Regions from separate parts of the Oryctolagus cuniculus genome. Here region 1 is linked to region 2. The links are chromatin contacts, called in public Micro-C maps. All regions are on one chromosome and are shown on one strand. Each heading gives the region's core, a stretch centred on a gene start, on an enhancer-like site or on the middle of the called end of the contact. The rest is flanking DNA. Distances are from core to core; before and after follow the strand shown.

Region 1 (4,138 bases), core at 633-3,132, 270 kb before region 2:
AAGTCCCATTCTGGCTGTGCGTGATGCTGGGACAGTTTCAATGCCAGAGATTGAGAATAAAGGAAAAGACAGGTGGGGCGCGGGGGAGAAACAAGATGAAAGTTCCGGGTTATTTCTCCAATGACTTTCCTTCCATTAAGCCGTCTTCTGCCATTTTTTCCCAGATTCCTAATTCCATTCTACTTTGTCCACTGTAGTTTCCAGCACTTGGGAAACTCAAAGGTCCTGCTTGTTCGCAGGCCCTTTTCCCTCCATCGTCAGAATTCTCCAGTTCTCAAAAGTAAACAGTCACAGAAACCGCAGTCTGCCTTCCTCATCTCGCAGGCAGGGTCGGCGCCTGCGCATTCTCCACCAGCTCTCGGGGGGGCTCGTGGCATACCCTCGAAGACCTGACACCAGCGTCACAAGCTGGTTGCAGGGGACCAAGAGCCCTGAGGACTCTAAGTCAAGACCGAGTGCGGACCTGGGTCCCGCGCTTTGCCCCCGGGACGCAGCTTCTAGAACCGGCACCCTCTTCTCCCACCCCTTCCTTTACTGAATTACAGGAGGTTTCAGGGAACTGATTTATTGTTGCTTAGAGAAGGCTCTTTCCCAACAAAGGCCTTTTTTTCTCCTAACTCAAGTGAGCACCTTGGGACCTTCCTTTTAAATAGAAAACCGATGATGCCTCCCTTCCCCCACTATAAATTAAAAAAAGACACCTAATAACTGATGTTGTTCTTGCAAGAAGCGAAAAGCACCCAACACTGCCTAGAAGGACCCTGCCCTGGCCCTCGCCCTTACCTTCCTCTCCCCGGGGCTCTAAGCCCTGGCCACCCGAGACCTCTGCACCAGTCATCTTTCTTCCCACCGCCGTCCCCTAACATTTTCTGCCTTGGTGATGGCAAGCTTCACTTGGGCAGCTCGCTCCTTAAGGGCCGTGCCCCACACCTCCTGAAGCTGCCCTCTGATCACCTCTCAGGACAGACCCGAAATTGTGAATTACAAGCTGTGAAGAAACAGCATGGTTCGGCCCCCTAACACCACCATTCCCAGCAGATACACCCGTTCCAAGCAGAACCCAGGTGGCTGCTCACATGCACAAGGCCTTCACCTTACAAGATACGCTCGGGCTGAACAAAGTGGTCCTGCGGAAACCTTCCTTCCTGTACTTGCGGCTGGTCTATAGATGCAAAACCCAAAACCCGCACCCCCGGTGTCCAAGATGCGTTCAGTGACATCAGTCTGGGATCTGGGGTCTGGCAGAGGGAGCGGGCCGGGAGTCGCCCAGGGTTGCACACACTTCACTCAGCTTTCCCTTGCTTTAACACCCATCTTTGTCTCTCCTTCATTTCTTGATTGTGTTTCCTTGCCCCTGATGGGTGACTAATGCAATATGCAACCCCAGTGAAGACCCTGGCAGTGCAGGTGAGCACAGGTGGTCCCAGGACTGGGGGAGGGCAGGGCTGAGCAGGCTGGAGCAAGTCAGTGGTGAAGGCTGTGCTGCGCAAGTCCCCCTTGTCACACAGCTCAGCCGGCAGAAGGGGGCGCTGTAGTGTAACCTATTTAGGATGCAAATAGCTCCCGAGCGAGCCGCAGAAAAAAGCTCCCGGGCTAGCCGCTGCCTGGCAGGTCCCTCAGCAGTCCCGAATGCCAGCTTCCTGCTAGTCACTGCTCACCGCAGATCATTAACAGAACTCAGAACGTGTTACTCAATGTGAACATTTTAAAAACTGATCACTAAATTAAAAAAAAAAAATTAAAAAACAGGCACAATTCCACTCCTGGGGAATTCAACTTTGCTCATTGCAGATTTATGGATTCAAGACCACTGAAGTTCAAGACTGCATTTGCTTGAGACTGACAACCATGTGTCACATATGCACCAGGCAGCCAAACATGGGGGGAAGGGAGGGGACCAGGGGCTTCTAGCAGTGCACAAGGAAAAAGACTAGAAACTACAAGGTTGAAGATGTTCTGCACCGAAGAGCAGGAGGGAGCTTTCCACAAAAGACTCCAAGGAAAATCTCCAGCTTCCCAGAACCAAGCCAGCTGCTCCTAGGGTTTTTTTTTTTTCTTTCCCCTTACCAAATCAGGTGGTCACTTTGCCAAGGGAGTTTTCCTCTTCCCCCTTGCTCCAGCCAATTCCTGTTTTCTTGAACTGGAGCTCCCCGAGACTCATCAAAAACACGATTTAATTACAGCTCCAAAAAAAAAAAAAAAAAAAAAAAGGGGAGGAGTGTAAACATGACTCCTTTTTATCTCCTGATACATCTGGACAAGTAGACAATGTGCTAAAACAAAATAAATCTGCCTTGACAGTCACATCAAAGAGTTCAGCAAGGGCCTTGCAGCTACTTAAGGCACAGGAATGCTGTTGCTAAGCGTCGGCCTACAACTTATCAGGCCCTGGAAGAAACGCTTTTTTTTCTTTCTTTCAGGAGCAGATGAGGAAAGTTAGAGAGTGGGAACCAAACCGCAAAAGTAGACTGGGGATCGTCAGGGATTTTGAGGCTTAAACGGAATTGTGTGAAGAAAAGGCGTTTTCTGGTGTTGTGTTTCCCTTCCGACATAGCAGCTGTATTTTTATCAAGGTCGTAGGTGGGAACCTTCCAGAAAAGGCCCTTTAGGACTCAAGGAAATCGGGGACGGTGCAAAACATTTGTATACAAATTCCTGCCACATCTCGTTCCCGTGAGAGCAGCCTCATGCTAGCTCAAAGATCTCAAAAAAGATCCCGCCTTTTCCAGAGTGAACCACCCTTAAGTCTCTTTAAGAAAAAAAAAAAAAAAATCAGCCAGCATCACCAACCAGAGTTACTTTTTCCCCCTAAAAGGCAGGAAATGGAGAATCTACTCCAGGCAAACACAAAACAAATGAACACACACAACCCCTCTCCTCAAAAGAAACCAAGTGGAAATGACCGGGAGCGATGAACGAAAGGAAGCTGCAGCCCCACAAGGAGAGCTCCCGGCTACACACAGCCTGGAGCGGACCAAGGGCCTGGCCACTGCCTGCGGCCTGTGCTCCCCGCCAGCCTCAGGGGAAGCTGCTGTGAACTTCAGTCTGATCCGCATCCCCCAGGATCGGGAGGAAGCTGCAAGGTTTTCCTCCTGCCCTAGACCCATCCTCAGCTGGGAGACCATGGCCCAGTGTCTCTCTCCTGCAAGGCTACTGAATGTAGCCACGCCGAGAAATTAGCAGTGAACATGAAATGGCATTGCCGAGAAGAAATCTTCTATGAAGACCTCAGGGAGTTGCAGAAGAAAAAAAAAAAAAGCCGTTAAAAATAACCCACCCATCCTCAAAGGCCCCCGACGACACTGGGGAGATCTTGTCCTAGCAACAGAGGCTCTGACAATCCCCGGGCCCACTGCTTCGGCCTCCGGAGTTCAGGAACATTTTAAAGATCCCATTTGTTATTTTCTCTTTTTGGATCAAAGGCAACAAATTCTGAATCCCCTGTGATCGCCACACAGGATAACTCTCAACAACATGAACAATTACCAACTCTGTGATACTGCACAAATAAACAACACTTACTATTATCTCTGGCGCAATCATATTTATTAAACGGTGACGGAGGGCAGCGGGAACCATTTTTATTGTCCCAGATAGCTCCTATTCTCTAATTAAACAAAAGGTTATTTCTACTGTTAACACAGTCATTTGTCTAAGTTGGGTCTTACATAATACTTTTTGCCAAGCGTGACAGAATGTAAGAAATTATGTTCTGAGGTGGTTTTGTGGGATTTTTTTTCTTGTTGTTTTTAATTTCGCATGCTGAGTTGCTACTAAGAAAGCCTGGCCGGTTCATTATCAAAGCAAGGGGCCATTGTGTGTTGAATTCATAAATAAACTTTGGCAATTTTTCCTAAAGCATGAGGAAGCCAGCACTTGGTCCTACCCTTTAGCTTCAATCCAAGGGCAATGATCTGTATTATTAAAGATATAGGTCAAGCCAGCTTGCGCTTCTCCGTCCTGTGGGATGTTTTAGAAGCTGCTGTCACATTACCGAGATCTCTTCTGTGGCTCCTAATTATTCCTCTTGGCAGCTTTGGATTTCAAGCCATTCCTCTCCCATGTATGTAAAAATTTATAACAGCGTGAGTTATTTCCATGTTTGTAATGGCAGAAGATATCTATTAGAAAAATACAC
Region 2 (3,730 bases), core at 357-2,856:
CCCAAGCACGTGGGCCACCTTCTGCTGCTTTCTCAGGAGCATTAGAAGGGAGCTGGATCAGAAGTGGAGCAACCTTGAATGATGCTGGCATCACAGGCAGCAGCTTAACTCAGTGTGCCACAATGCCAGCCCCTTCTATTTCTAACTTACTGTACAAATTTAACTATTGCAAGTTTCCAATATTCAACTGATAAAATAAAGCAGTGGCAACTCTTTGGTGAATTCGTTAGGATGCCACTTGGGTCTCCTGTATGCCATATCAAAGTGCCTGGGTCTGAGTTCCAACCCTACACCCCAGGAGGCAGCAAACAGTGGAGTCCCTGCCACCTGAACAGGAGACCCAGAGTGAGTTCCCATCTCCTAGCTTCAGACTAGTCTGGCTTCAGCATTTGTGGGCATCTTAAGAGTCTAACGGGGGGCAGAAGATCTCTCTCCCTGTCTTTCTGACACACACAAAAAAATTAAAGTAAATTTTTAAAAAAGTAAAACAAAGTGGTTAGGCTTCAAGTCCTAAGCAACACATTACAATGGAAAGTTAAGACCGAGATGGGGGCCCAGCACCTTGTTAAGTAAGGCCTATGGGCCTACATCTCATCTCTTTCTACTTCTAGATAAATGAAGCAACCTTACCTTTCTCACAGGGCTTGGCACAAACTATCAAAAAAATCCCTAAAAATATAATATACCTAAAGCACCCAGCCCCGGGGCCTGGTCCCCAGGACTGTGCGCACTCATTCATCCACCCCACAAGTACCGAGGAAATCCGCACCCAGGGTCAGGCGTTACTCTATGCGTGAAGCGCAGAGGCGCTGAGGGGACCCATCACCGTCCGAGCTCGGGATCCTGGCTCACCCCAGCAATGTCGCGGAGCCCTGGGCCTCACAGGGCAGGCGCCGCGCCCCGCTGCTATTCTCACTCTCAGTCCCTAGCAGTGGGCCTGACGGCTGACCCGCCGGGGCTGTCCCAGGCCTTGGTCACTACCAGCCACAAGGGGACACCCCGCCTCCCCGGACAGGGCGGCCGCGGGCGGAGGCGCGCAGCTCTCTCCCGGCCGGCCCTTGCCCTCCGTCCTCTCGCGGCCAGCGCCCCGCGCGCTCGCCCAGGCCTGCACCCGCGCGTTCCAGAACCCTCGGAGGAGGCCGTTCCCGGAGCGGCGCTGCCCTCTGCTTCCCACCAGAGGTCGCCCTGCCACGCGAGCCCAAGCAAGCCGAGGCGGCCTCGCCGCCCGCCCCCGCAGCGCTGACATTATTTTCTTTCTCTATTTTTATCTATTAAAAAGATTTCTTCACAGCCATAACTTAGATCTCCGCACTAAAACGGGGCAACAGGAAGATATAATGGTGCATTTCATTTATGAATGACCTGTAATAAATTACTCTGAAGTGTCCCGAGTGCCAGCAGACAGACTGCTTTGTCTGCCCGCGGACCCTGTGTCGCACGCTCCCGCGGGGAGGACACGGGAGCCCCCTGTGAGGTTCCGCAGGTATCGGCGGGGGCCGGGGCGGGCGAGGGTCCCCGCGGGCCCCGGCGGCGGGGAGCGGCGGGCAAAGGATATTCGGTTCTTGTTGAGGGTTAAGGTGTGGAGCCGCGGTAACCCTGGCAACACGAGGTCGTCCCCGAGCAGGTTGTTGTCCAAGATGAGCTCCTCCAGGCTCCCGAAGGCGCTCAGTCCTCCCAGTGACCTGCGGTGACAAAGGCAACAGGAAAAATGATCCCGCACTAAATCAGGGAGGCCATTATGAGCCGAAATAAATATTTTAACCTTCCCTTTCAGGACTGGGAATAGTCTGGGCTTGGTGCCTGTCAGCAAAGTGAATGACAAGAATTAGGAGCGGGAGCCGGGGCGGGGGCGGCGGGGGAGAAGGGGCCGCTGGCACCCTCGGCATCCTTCACGCCTTGCCGACATGAAGGATGAGGGTCACTTAGTGAGTAGCCAGGATCCAAAACAAAGGGCTTCAGATACGGCCTGCAGGATAAATTTGTCAATGTCTTGTGCCTTCAGGCACCCAGCCTGGGCTGACCCTAACCTCCATTCCCAAGATAAATAACTCTGTCACCATTCACCTTCATTCCCTGGACACAAATTTAAGTTGTCATCCATCATTTCTGCCCAGAAATATCATACCCCTCTTACAATAATAAATATAACTTCAAGTATCATTTCTTAGCGGTTCTCCCCTGCACACGCGGAGGGGAAACGAACTGGCCGCCTCCCCCAACCCTCCCTCCCTCCCTCTCCTTTCACATCCTCTGACTCTCTCTCCTCCCCCTCTCTCTGCCTTTTTTCTTTACTAATCACTTAATTTGCTTCTACCCAGTTTCCCCGTGGCTGCCCCAAAAGGCAAGGCAGCTGTGGAATTACATAATCAGTCTGAGAACGCTTTGCCTCTCTTGATTTTTATTTGTTTTTGTTTTTGTTTAGGGGCGAGGGAGGGAGGTCTGGTGGGCTGGGGTGTTTGGGGGTGTTGGGTCTTCAAAGCTCCTGGCTTGAAGTTTCGTTTTAATTTATGGAAAGTGGATTTCTCACTTTATTTTTTGAAAAAAAAAAAAAAAGTGTTGACTGCAGCAGAAGAGATGTTGAGCCGGTAAATAAAAAGGCATCTGAAAGGATTAAGTCCCCAGCTCAGGGGGCAAAAAATATGTATGTATTAGAAAGGAAGAAAATAGCGTTGTTTATGCATGGAGCTGAAAGTGAACTCTTAATTTTATGGGCTCTCCGGGGTGTTGCGGCGACTGGGCAGTGGTGCACAAGTGCCTGCGCGGGTGCACACAGACGTTAATTAAAGCCAGGCGCCAGGTCGAGGCACTTGCGCAGAGACACAGACTCCCAGCTCCTGCACCTGCCAGACCCAAGAGATGTGCTGAGCTTGCACAGGCTGACAGCTGAGCTACGGTGCCGACCGGAGGGAGGACTTGCCCGGGATCCCTATAAAATGTGACGAATCAGGGAGAGTCGGCCACGCTATTTATCCATTTATGGACAGCGCTTGTGTTCCAGCGCCATGTGCTCATGGCGCAGGGTGTGCACATCTAGCGTGAGTGTGAGCCCTAGGGCCAGAGCTTCCACAAGGCACCCGCAGCTCCCTTGTGGGACCTCTGCCATGGGAGCTCCAAAATATGGAGTTGATTCTCCAAGCTGTAAAATGCATTGCAAGTAATCAAATCCACAGATTCCACTGGGCCGAGGGTTCCTCCGCCTGCACAACCCATTACAGCCAGACCTCAGGTGGCCCCACCCGTGCCCCGATACCCAGAACAGCCCTGCTCCCACAGCCAGTGCTGCCTGCCCCAGTGCAGGAGGACAAGGCAACCCCATTTGCCACTGAGAGTCTTGGGCTCCTCATATTGCATTTCCTCCCCGTCCCCCCCCCCCTTCTTCTCAGTTCTGGAAGGCAAATCACAACTTGCACATACCTGGGCAGCAAGGTTTGGGCCTTCACCCCAGCCCCACCACTTCTGTGGAGTCTGAACTTAAGCCTTTCAAAAACCGATCTGAACTGATTTGTTCTGTGCTGCTTCCTGTTCACAGGGCCTCATGGAGAATAAATAAAAGCATGAACAAGCGACTAGTAAATGCTGGTTCCTTTGTTGTCCTTCGACCTTTGATTCAGTGACTTTTCCTGAGACCCTGACCTTGAGGGAGGGCTTAGTGGGTGGGCAGAGGAACAAACTTTTTTTGCAGGGTCTTCAAACAGTTCATGGAAAACCCATGATGTGCAAAACCTACTCA

The links. Hi-C and Micro-C count contacts between places; a contact is called where the count stands out from the background.
Region 1: a Micro-C map of ear pinna shows a contact between it and region 2, with 5 times the contacts expected there. The contact joins two enhancer-like sites. A contact is called at or near these places in 4 of 6 Hi-C or Micro-C datasets (ear pinna, psoas muscle, skin fibroblasts and 1 more).

The regions. Positions count from the first base shown.
Region 1 is chr15:67,342,220-67,346,357 of mOryCun1.1, reverse strand. The region is part of intron 5 of LRMDA (leucine rich melanocyte differentiation associated); the gene reads right to left. Among named protein-coding and RNA genes, the nearest start is that of LRMDA, 890 kb to the right of the region's middle. Within about 2 kb of position 1,882, at least 1 of the 8 cell types and tissues checked has an H3K27ac peak or open chromatin away from gene starts, as enhancers often do. A contact at or near this core is called in ear pinna, where this site is marked.
Region 2 is chr15:67,072,592-67,076,321 of mOryCun1.1, reverse strand. It overlaps LRMDA (leucine rich melanocyte differentiation associated), which reads right to left. Exons shown (of 9, transcript XR_011382445.1): 3 at 1,551-1,682. Among named protein-coding and RNA genes, the nearest start is that of LRMDA, 620 kb to the right of the region's middle. Within about 2 kb of position 1,606, at least 2 of the 8 cell types and tissues checked have an H3K27ac peak or open chromatin away from gene starts, as enhancers often do. A contact at or near this core is called in ear pinna, where this site is marked.